Linked DNA regions of Mus musculus: region 1 is linked to region 2. Evidence: chromatin contacts called from public Hi-C data. All regions are on one chromosome and are shown on one strand. Each heading gives the region's core, a stretch centred on a gene start, on an enhancer-like site or on the middle of the called end of the contact. The rest is flanking DNA. Distances are from core to core; before and after follow the strand shown.

Region 1 (5,051 bases), core at 1,638-4,137, 260 kb after region 2:
GTTCCATAAATTTCTAAATGATAAGTTTTGGATCATTATATATGACCCTTCTTTTTTTTATAAAAACATACTATTTTCAGCATTTTAAAATAAACAGCCTTGTGATATTTGCAGTGTTCAGAATAATAGTTATAATACTTAAGATGTAATGTTAATATAAAAATTAGAAAAAATAAACTTTGAAATATTCATTATAAAGTAACAGCTAAATTCTGAGGTGGAAAAAGGATATATAATTAAATCTACCATCTAGATATCTGTGCTAGAAAATATATAAAGCATTTGCTACTCTTGCTGGCAAAGAAAAATCAGCTAGCAAATCTGCAGTGAATATGTTATGCAGTAACTGCAGAGGTGGTTACAGTGCCATGTGCCGGGAAGTAGGAGCAGAGGAAACAAGAATGGCTTCAGGGTCAGTGCTACATGCAATGCGGGTGAGCTTTATGAGACAGAGTGTAGTGGTGTGGTTCCCTGGGAAGCGTCGAGAAGTTCTGTTTCCTGAAGCGTACCTAGGAGTCAGACAGGTAGGCTGAGGGCAGGCAATGTGGACAGAAACTCATAAATACTCATAAAAAGAGAACCACTAAGAAACCACTTAGAAACCTTCTGTCCAATCGGAAAGAAATCTATTTCCTTAAATACATGGAAATGGAATCACCCTGAAGCTTTCAAAAATACTGCCGCCTAGATACCTTTCCTGGGAATTCAGACAAGGAGGGGTCGAACTATAACATGATAAAACTCCTCTAGGGAATTTTAAATTCACATTTGGTGATTATGTGAGAAACAGACTTCCAACCAGACTAGAAGCAGACTCAAATGTGCCCAATCCAGGACCTTCCGTTGATTCATTTATAGTGGTAGACATGTAACATTCGTGAGCATCTTCTTTAGAAAATAAACATAATAATCCCCAACAAAGTGGCAGCTCATTCACTGAATGCCTACTGTAACCAGGCATTGCTTTGTATGGTGGGAACCTAGAAGGGAACTAAGAGATATCTTCTACTCTCCTGACATCCCCCCTCCCAAAGAGGCCAAAGAAAGGAAAGTCTTATAGTAAAAAAATTAAACATAACATAAGTAAAGCACTTATCACAGTGTGGGCTGCCCGGGATAGGGAATTACTAGTAATAATCATGTTTGTGTAGTTAACTAGGATGGTAATGTGAAATTGAATAATATTTTCAGTTATAATGAAGCCTAATAACTGTAATGTAAGCAGAATGCTTCATTTAAAGCAAACAAGTGATAAATAAACTGCCCCAGAATTAGCAACTGGAAAATGTCCTTGGAAAGGTAATGCTAAACCAACCTTCATTGGAACAAAGATATCTATAAGTCACTGCTGCAAGGATGCACTCAGTATCAAATATACCAGCTACATAGTTAGACATTATTCAATCCCTACTTCAGAGAAACGAAGACTTCAAATACCAATGCAGCCATTCCTATCTTTGAGATCTTACGAGCCCTCTGCAGGTCAGCTCCGGTAATGCAGGAGTGGCCATGGTCACTGGCTTTCCTACATTAGGATCCACTCTGAGCTGTAACCCACCCCTAACACAGTGTTCATAATTGGTGACAGCTACATTCTATCCATATGTAGGTTTTCACTGTATTTAACTTGGTGAGATTTAACGAGGCTGATTTTATTGGTGTGCTGTCATTATTGTGTCAAGTCAGGGAAAAATTTCTTCATCCTGAATGTCTTTATGAAGGCATTTGCCTTAAGTAATTCCTATAGTATACAGTGACATAAACATTTCAGTAGCTTGCTATAGTAAGTATCAAGTGGGCTTTCTTGGAACTCATTTTAATTTACAGCTATGAATGCAAAGAGAAAGGATATTAATTAGCTTTCAATCTTTTAGGACTCTGCTAAATTTATAACAATTCTTCTATGTGGTCTGAGATTCCATACCCTGTATCTGACTGTGTGCAACAGAACACACATTTGCCTAGAATGTTCTTGGACAGAAGTTTAATGCATGATCACCATGCAGGACTGACCCTGTCATGGTGCTGCCCTGGCCTCTAGCACACAAAGGGAAAGCCTGAAGTTAGCTGCTGTTCAGGGTTTTGTGGAGAGACAAATGCCACTGGACCCAGTTTTACACATGGATCCTTCTTCATAATACACATGGAATTTTTGTATTTCCTGAGGGCAGCTGCTTCGCATTGGAATAGGCTTGAGGTTTGAAATGGAAAGACTTATTCTAGGCTACTTCATTAGTCAAGGGCCACAGACCTGTCAGAGTAATTAAACATGGTGTTCAAAGCACATGCTTGGAGGACTAGCTATGTTAGGGTGAATGTATCAGTGTGAGCTATGCTATGTTATAAATTTTTCCCAGTGAATCAATGTATACATTAAATAGTCTATCGTTCATATTGTTCTTAGTACAGATGTGTACACAATGCAGAGCTGTCATGTAGGATGGATGCTCAACCATGGTATAGTCCTTTGGGACCTTATGCTCTCATATTAAAGAATGCCATTTACACATAGTAGATCCCTGGCTTCTCTCCATTGAATGCAGTAGCATCACCCCAGTGTGTCCTGCCCGCTGACAGCCCATCCCATGTTTTTTAATAATTCTGTGGCATTTCCTGGGAAATGTTCTGTCAGGCTTCACATTCCAGACATTTTCTGGAGAAGGTTAATTTCCATTGCTGAGTGCCCCACAAGTATGGGATGGGCTTGTAGAACACTGAACCTTTCTTCTGAGAAACCGACATCAAGTGACCAGGCCAAATGCTATCTCTTCTGTGCTCAAAAGACAGTGTAATCATCACCTCTCACAGCCCACAGATTTGGTCAATGTGCTGGCTGTGGGGCTCTGTGATCCCCTGGGACATCTGTGTCTGCTCAGATGATAGGCACTTATATCCTGTTAACACTTGAGAACAGACCTTTCCACTATATCTGACAGCAGTTACACAGTGTGTTTCTCAGACACATTTCTAGGATTGAGTCACAAAGGTGGAGACTGGGTGAGCACAAACAAGTGTCTGTACTAAGATATTTAAGACGTTAAACCACAAGTATTCTAGATGCCAATCTTCGAACCCCCTCTGGAGATATGAATGCATATTCTGCCTGCTAGATTTGGAGAAAAACAATGACTTAGCAAATATCAGTATACTGAAATCTTCTTAGACTAAATTAAAGACAGAATTAAATAGAAGTTAAGGAAGAAAGAATGAATGATAGATGAAGAATAAATGATAACTCTGTAAGTAGAGTATCAATTTGGAATGGAGACTTGCCATTAAGTTTTGCTTTTTGTTTCAATTTGCAGCCAATGTTTTCAGTTGCACCAAGCTTAGCCACCAGTGCATCAGCAGCCTTTAACCCTTACCTGGGGCCTGTTTCCCCAAGCCTGGTTCCAGCAGAGATCTTGCCGACTGCACCAATGTTGGTCACGGGGAATCCTGGAGTTCCAGTGCCAGCAGCTGCCGCAGCTGCTGCACAGAAGTTAATGCGGACAGACAGACTGGAGGTAGGATAAAGAGTTGAACCTTCATAGTTTCCATTACAGTTCTTCAAGTGTTTGTAGCCAGAGTGACTTTAAACTGAATGAACATGTCTTGGTTCAGTGTTTGTGCAAGTTTGCTAGAATATGGTTATGCTGTTTTGGTTAATGCAACAATTACAAAATCAGTCAGCATCTATGTCTAGGTTCCTCAGGGAGGGCTTGGAACTGGGATCAGCGTGTCTGTTTCTCCACTTTGTCTTAGTATCCTTAAAATCTTGCACATGATGCTAATGCTCAAACCTCAAAGAGTTAGAAAAAATGTTTGGCCCAGAACAGTTGCTTCTTGAATGTTTCTTGTAGTCATCAACACAATATAATGATTATTGGAGTGAACAAATAAATGACTGAAGTCCAGAGGATCTCATAAACAGGAACACATTGGCTGCTGTGCACGAACTATTACAAAACTCTCTGCAGATGTTGTCATAACCTCTGAAGTACTTCCATTGAGGCAGGCGGGTGGTTTTATGAAACGCACCCTGATAAAAGCGTTTTTAGTAGGCTGTCACATGATTGTCATTGTCTTGGGGCGGAGGATAAGCAGACGCACACACTTTACTGTTGTGACTGAAAAGGAAATTAGAGATAAAGTTCTAGTATGACATTACTATTCAGAATTTTAGCATGGCATGAATTAACAGCCTTGATAAACAGTTTCTGTAGAAAAATGGCCTAGTAAGTAAAAACTGAGTTGCCTCTCCTGTCTGTCTGCTTAGGACGGACTTGGGGCTGAGATGGCCTGGGTGTACTAATTACAGGGAAAGTAAAGTAGGGTGCACTTGGAGGGCCTTGACTCTAATAACTTTCCAGTCTGTTAGAAATATAATAAAATGCCTTATTTATTCATTATACTCTATTGAACGTATTAGAAAGGATATCATATTGTAGCATTTTGTGAGGATGTGCCAGATACAGCCATCACATAGCCTACCTTTAGAACAACCTGATGGGAAAGATGCTGTCACTACCGTTGTGTTGCAGAGGAGTCAGAGCAGAGCAAGAGATGGGAGGTAGCCTATCCTTGCTGTAGAGATACACTCTGCCATTTGGCTTCTCATTTCCCAAGTATAGTAATTCTCTAACAAATGCTGTCCGCAAATGAAATAGGGCAGCATCTGAAACAGTTTTCTTCCCCAATCTTCCTAAAGAAAACACAGGATTCTTAATGCATGACTGTTAGTTGATTAATGGGACTCAAATAGTCTGAGAAGAAGAATGCCAACATAGTAATTATTAATAGGTAACAATATTCAAAGCATTAAGAGGATATGCTTCAAGCTGAGCTACTTGCTCAAAACTGCTCATTCCCTTGAAAGTTTGCGTAGTTTTTTTATACTTGTATTTTGTCATTTTGTTTTTCTTTCCATGAAGAGCTGCTTGTGAGTTTTGTCATTTGCCTTTGCTACTTCCTAGGACAATCTCTCCTGTGTTATGTGCATTCCTGATAGAAGTGAGCATGCCCTTGGTTCTGTTCCCAAGATCTAAGTCATTGTCACAGTCATAGTTGGG
Region 2 (4,977 bases), core at 1,181-3,680:
CAAAGCACTGGGTTGTTCTTTAATGGTGTTAATCTAGTTTAACAGTTACAGTTGCTTTGTTGTCTGCATGGTTTGTACATAACTTTAACCCTATTGATATACCTTTCATCAACAAACAGATTAGTCCATTATCTTTATGTGTAACTTCACTCAAGTTATCCAGGACATGGTGGAATATTACAGAATGAAGCCAGGTTCTTCATAAAAACACCACATAATGATCCAAGCCCAGGTCCAGATAGAATCCTTGTTCCCCAAAGTTGCAGGAGCTCATCTCCACAGTCTACATTTCTCTCAGCAATACTCTCTTCCAAGTTCCCATTAGAAGAGCCCCATTAAGTTCAGTATCTCTCATGCAACGGCTTTTCCAGCCCAAAGCTTTAAAATTCTTCACATTCTTTAAAAAGTAAAAATAAATGAATGAATAAAACCCAACCCCAAGGGCTTCAAATCAGAATATGATAGCAATGGCCTCACTTCTGTCTTGTTTTTTGTTTTTTTTTTTTTCCTTTGCTGCGATAAAATATTCCAACTAATGAAACCACTAGTCCTCCAATTATGCTGTTTGTTTACATGAGCAGATCACAAAGCAACCCTCTGCCTCAGGCCTAACAGGACACCCACAAACTGAGGAAACTGATGACAGCTTGCAGATACAATCAACCTTAGGACTGTTGCATGACATTCCATGACCATGAAGGTCATCTTCAAGGTTTTTCCTTTGGTTTATTGAAGGGTTCTGGGATATTTCTGGATCATCACTACACCCCTGAAGGCGTTTGGGATTCTGTCTTTGGCTTTTTACTCCTTCTTTCCTTTAGGTTATAAAATTTGTATGAAGGATTTTTATATCTCTAAAACTAGACCCAACCATGAACGTTATTATTATTATGTTTCCTGTAGGGTTGGTTTCATTATGCAGTGTGAAAAATGCTTTTTTCAGCCTTGTTTGTCTAGAGTTGTAGTTTTTGATCATTTCTCTAAGGACTCCTAAGTGATTTAGTTGGGGGAAAAAGAAAGTATAATGAAAAAAAAAAGAAAGAAAGAAAGAAAGAAAGAAAGAAAGAAAGAAAGAAAGGAAAAGAAAGAGCTTACTTAGCTCACATTTCCAAGTTCAGTCCCTCATCCAAGAAAGGTCACAGTGGAATGTGTTTGAGGGAGCTTATCACATTATGACTCTAGTGAGAAGCAAAGATTAAGGAATGCATTCATGGTAGTGTTCAACTAGCATTCTCCACTTTCAAGTAGTCCATGAACCTTCTCCACTTATGTACAGGTCAAGATCCCCTGTGGGAGTTAATTAATGTACTGAAGAGAATCCCTTACAGGCATCCTCAGGATGCTCTCAATTGATTCTAAGTTTTGTCCAGTTAATATTATTAGCATTAACCATCATTGCTATAAAGCATTAATGCCCTGCTTATCTATAATAATTATGACTCTAAGGCCTCCCATGCCCTAAGGATAATTTTCTAATATACAAACAGCACAACCATGTTTCAAATACTATTTCAGATAAAACCGAAATATTGTTAATTTTATTCTATGCCATTATTCCTCTTTATTTTCTACCTCCTCTTCTTCATCCACCTTTTTTTTTTCCTTTGAGATAATTGAATCCCAAAGACATAAGGATAAAGCTCACATTTGCAAAGGTGTATTAGGGAGAGTCCTTTGCACAGCTTTGCTTTGCCTTGCACTGCTTCATTGTAAGAGGGGGGAGTGGGGTATACTTCCAGGGGAACAGCAGACAATATCTAACATGAACATAGGAGCTCTAGTCAGGTGAAAAGAGTTTTCACGCAGAGATCAATGGCAGTAGCCACCAAAGGCTCATCACATAAAGAGGTAATAATTAAATAAGCAAATGTATTTAAAATAACACTAGTCTTATTGTTGTAAAAGAATGCTGTACAACTATAAAACTTCCAAACAGAAAGCATATGTTGATGGTCAGTTAATGTTTAAATAAGGTGCCATGTGGGAAAAGGGCTCAAATCTTTATCATCTACATATATATGCACAGTCACACATATGTGCATATATGTGTGTAAGTATATATGTTTGTACATATTTACATAATGTAATTTTAATGAATGTAACATAAATTAAGCAGAGTGTTGTATGATAAGACTTTTTCTAGGGAGGTGCAACACACACACACACACACACACACACACCCCACATACACATCTAATTATTCCAGATAGGGAGTCCTAGACAAACAAAAGTAAGGATACTACCAAAGTCCAACTTGGTCAACCAATTTGTTTTATTTGGGTTGCTTACAAGAATATGGTAGAGTAGTTACTTACAGGATCAGAAAGAACTCAAAGACAACTGTATCAACAAAGCCCATTCTAGCATGAGTGCCAGTTCACAAAATCTGTGGACCTGGAACACACTGCAAAGCCTGAAAGCACTTCAACATGCTGGACTGCATTCTTTCCAGGTGACTCATTTGGTCTAAACCTCTTCCAGGAAGCTCCTAATGTCTCTGCTTCTTCCAGGCAGCTGCTCTGATCTCAGAATCTTTTTTGATACTTGGTTTGTCTAATAGTGACTGTCAGTGGTCTTTTGTTTTGTTGTTGTTTATATAATCTTGGGGACCCAGAGAAATAGAGAATCTGATGAGTTTGGGAGACTTCCTGAAGCTATTTTGAGTTGTTTACTTCTTCTGGCTTAAGGTGTTTCCGTGGCAGATGGAATGTTTCAATCTGGAGGGATCTACTATCCAACATAGAGGTAAATGTAAGCTCAAAGTTTACAAATCACTAGAAGGGAACAGAATAAACTCAGCAAATTTAATTAATGTTGTATTTAATTTAAACCATAGTATTCCGGAGCATGAAAGGTGACTCAACAGATAGACTTGCCCTCAAGCCAGATGAACTGAGGTATATTCCTAGTGTCCACATAGTGAAAAAAGAGAACTAACTCCACCAAGTTATCCTCTAACCTCTACATGAGGGTGTGGTATATGCATGTTCACACATATATGCAAATAACAAATGATTGGGTACCCAAGCATTTCAGGAGAGTAAGAATGTGGTAGTTTGAATCCTATTGGCCCCCAGAGGCCCATAGAGAGTAACATTATTAGGAAGTGTGGGTCTGTGGAAGTAGGCATGGCCTTGTTGAAGGAAATGTGTCATTGTGGAGACAGCCTATGAGGTTTTCTATATGCTCAAGCCACGCCCAGTGGGACAGTCCCCTTCTGCTGCCTGTGGATCAAGATGTAGAACTCTCAGCTCCTCTAGCCCCATGTCTGCCTGCATGCTGACATGCTTCCTGGCCCCATGATAATGGAATAAACCTATAAAACTGTAATCCAGCCATCATTAAATATTTTCTTTTATAAGAATTGCCAGGGTTGTGGTGTCTTTTCACTGCCATGGAGACCCTAAATAAGACAAAGTTACAAGAGAGTCAAACACAAAGCAAGGTCTCCCTAGAGAAATTTATTTATCCAAGACACAAAATGGCTACCCCTGAGTGTCAGAGACATTAAGCCAGGAGAGCAGTTTATATAAGGTGAACAGGAACATGTGCACAGAGAAGTGGGAAAGTGCAGCAGTTGCAGTGGAGTCATGGAGTGGGGGGTGGGGTGCAGGCGACTCTGTGACCCTCGTTCCAGAATTAAGCAAAGGTCAGGGTCTTAGAAACTTTGCACTTGCACAACAATAAATATAATTATTTTATAAAAAGAGTAACAGTTCTCTAAAGTACCTTTTAAAAGCTATACTGTACCCAAAAAATTGTCTTCAAATTTTTTTTAAAAGAACTTGTATATCAAGTGGAGGATGAGTCTCTTACTCATCCTTTTCTCTTTTTCTTTCAAGTAGGTTTATTTTTCTCATTCAATATATATTGACCACAGTTGATATATTCCCACTCTCTTAGCTCCCTCCCTCTTCTCTCTTCTCTCCAAGACTCTCTCCCCCTCTGTCTCCCTTCTGAAGAGAGTAGGCTTCCAAAAGACAAAATGAAACTTGACAACACAAGACATAATAATACAAGGAAAAAAAACCATCATATTAAGCTGGACAAAGCAACCCAATAGGAGGAAAAGAGACACTACAACAGGCAAAACAGTCAGGGATATGCACTTTTCATAAGAGAAAGATGTATGAATGGTAAAAAGAGTATATATGAAAAGGCAAAGATACGTAATAATTTCTGTTAGTGTGTGTTGAATGCTGCAATGACACCCAGTAAAATTGTACTGGAATGGCTCAACCTTTCAAACATCTTCCACATTCAAGAACCAGGGAGAGTGTAGCACATTCAGAATCGCTCCATACCTCTCAGAGCAACATGAAGTGACCTAGTAAATTTGAAAATAATTTCAGCAAATATTGTTAGTAGTACATCTCCCTTTTATATTTACCTAAGAAATTTGAAAACATACATTCAATCAAAGATGCATAACATGTCCCTGGCAGCTTCATTAGAATACCCTGAACCTAGATGAATTTCACATACTCATCAACAGTGCATCAATAAAGTACAATATTTTCTTAGAACACAGATTTCCTTAACAATAGAAATGTCAAAGTGTTAATACACATACCACAGTGGATATGTATCAGAATTATTATGGTAATTTATACATACAAGGCCAAACAAATGTGTGTGCTTTATAATTGCATTAGTAGAAGAGCTCAGAGAGCACAAACTGATCTCATAGGAATGACGCTCATTTCAATCATATTCCTCAAATTTAGTCAAAACCAATCTGAAACCAGTCATGAAAAACTTAGCAAACCCAAATTAATGGAAATTACACAAAAAATGAATGTGTTACAAAAGGTTAAGGAACAGATCCCAGAATATAAAGAAATCCAACAATTAAGGGCAAAGACATCCCACTGCTATATTCTCTATAAAGGGTCTTGTCATACAACTGGGAAATGGTGGGATTGCATTTAACTAAAGGACTGTACTTGGATTTTGTGACTTAGAAAGTCACAGCAT

Evidence for each region. A called contact is a pair of places that touch in the nucleus more often than the background predicts.
Region 1: a contact with region 2 is called in a Hi-C map of muscle stem cells, with 2.1 times the contacts expected there. The contact joins two enhancer-like sites. A contact is called at or near these places in 1 of 15 datasets of contacts at CTCF or cohesin (CD8 T cells), 7 of 484 Hi-C or Micro-C datasets (CD4 single positive thymocytes, the HL-1 cell line, double positive thymocytes and 4 more), 1 of 115 datasets of contacts at active chromatin or transcription factors (cardiomyocytes) and 1 of 9 other capture datasets (embryonic stem cells).

What each region holds. Positions count from the first base shown.
Region 1 is chr3:60,600,389-60,605,439 of GRCm38.p6, forward strand. Mbnl1 (muscleblind like splicing factor 1) reads left to right here. Exons shown (of 10, transcript NM_020007.4): 4 at 3,306-3,506. Among named protein-coding and RNA genes, the nearest start is that of Mbnl1, 100 kb to the left of the region's middle. Within about 2 kb of position 2,888, at least 84 of the 459 cell types and tissues checked have an H3K27ac peak or open chromatin away from gene starts, as enhancers often do. A contact at or near this core is called in muscle stem cells, where this site is marked.
Region 2 is chr3:60,344,176-60,349,152 of GRCm38.p6, forward strand. No RefSeq gene overlaps it. Among named protein-coding and RNA genes, the nearest start is that of Gm33650, 37 kb to the left of the region's middle. Within about 2 kb of position 2,431, at least 56 of the 459 cell types and tissues checked have an H3K27ac peak or open chromatin away from gene starts, as enhancers often do. A contact at or near this core is called in muscle stem cells, where this site is marked.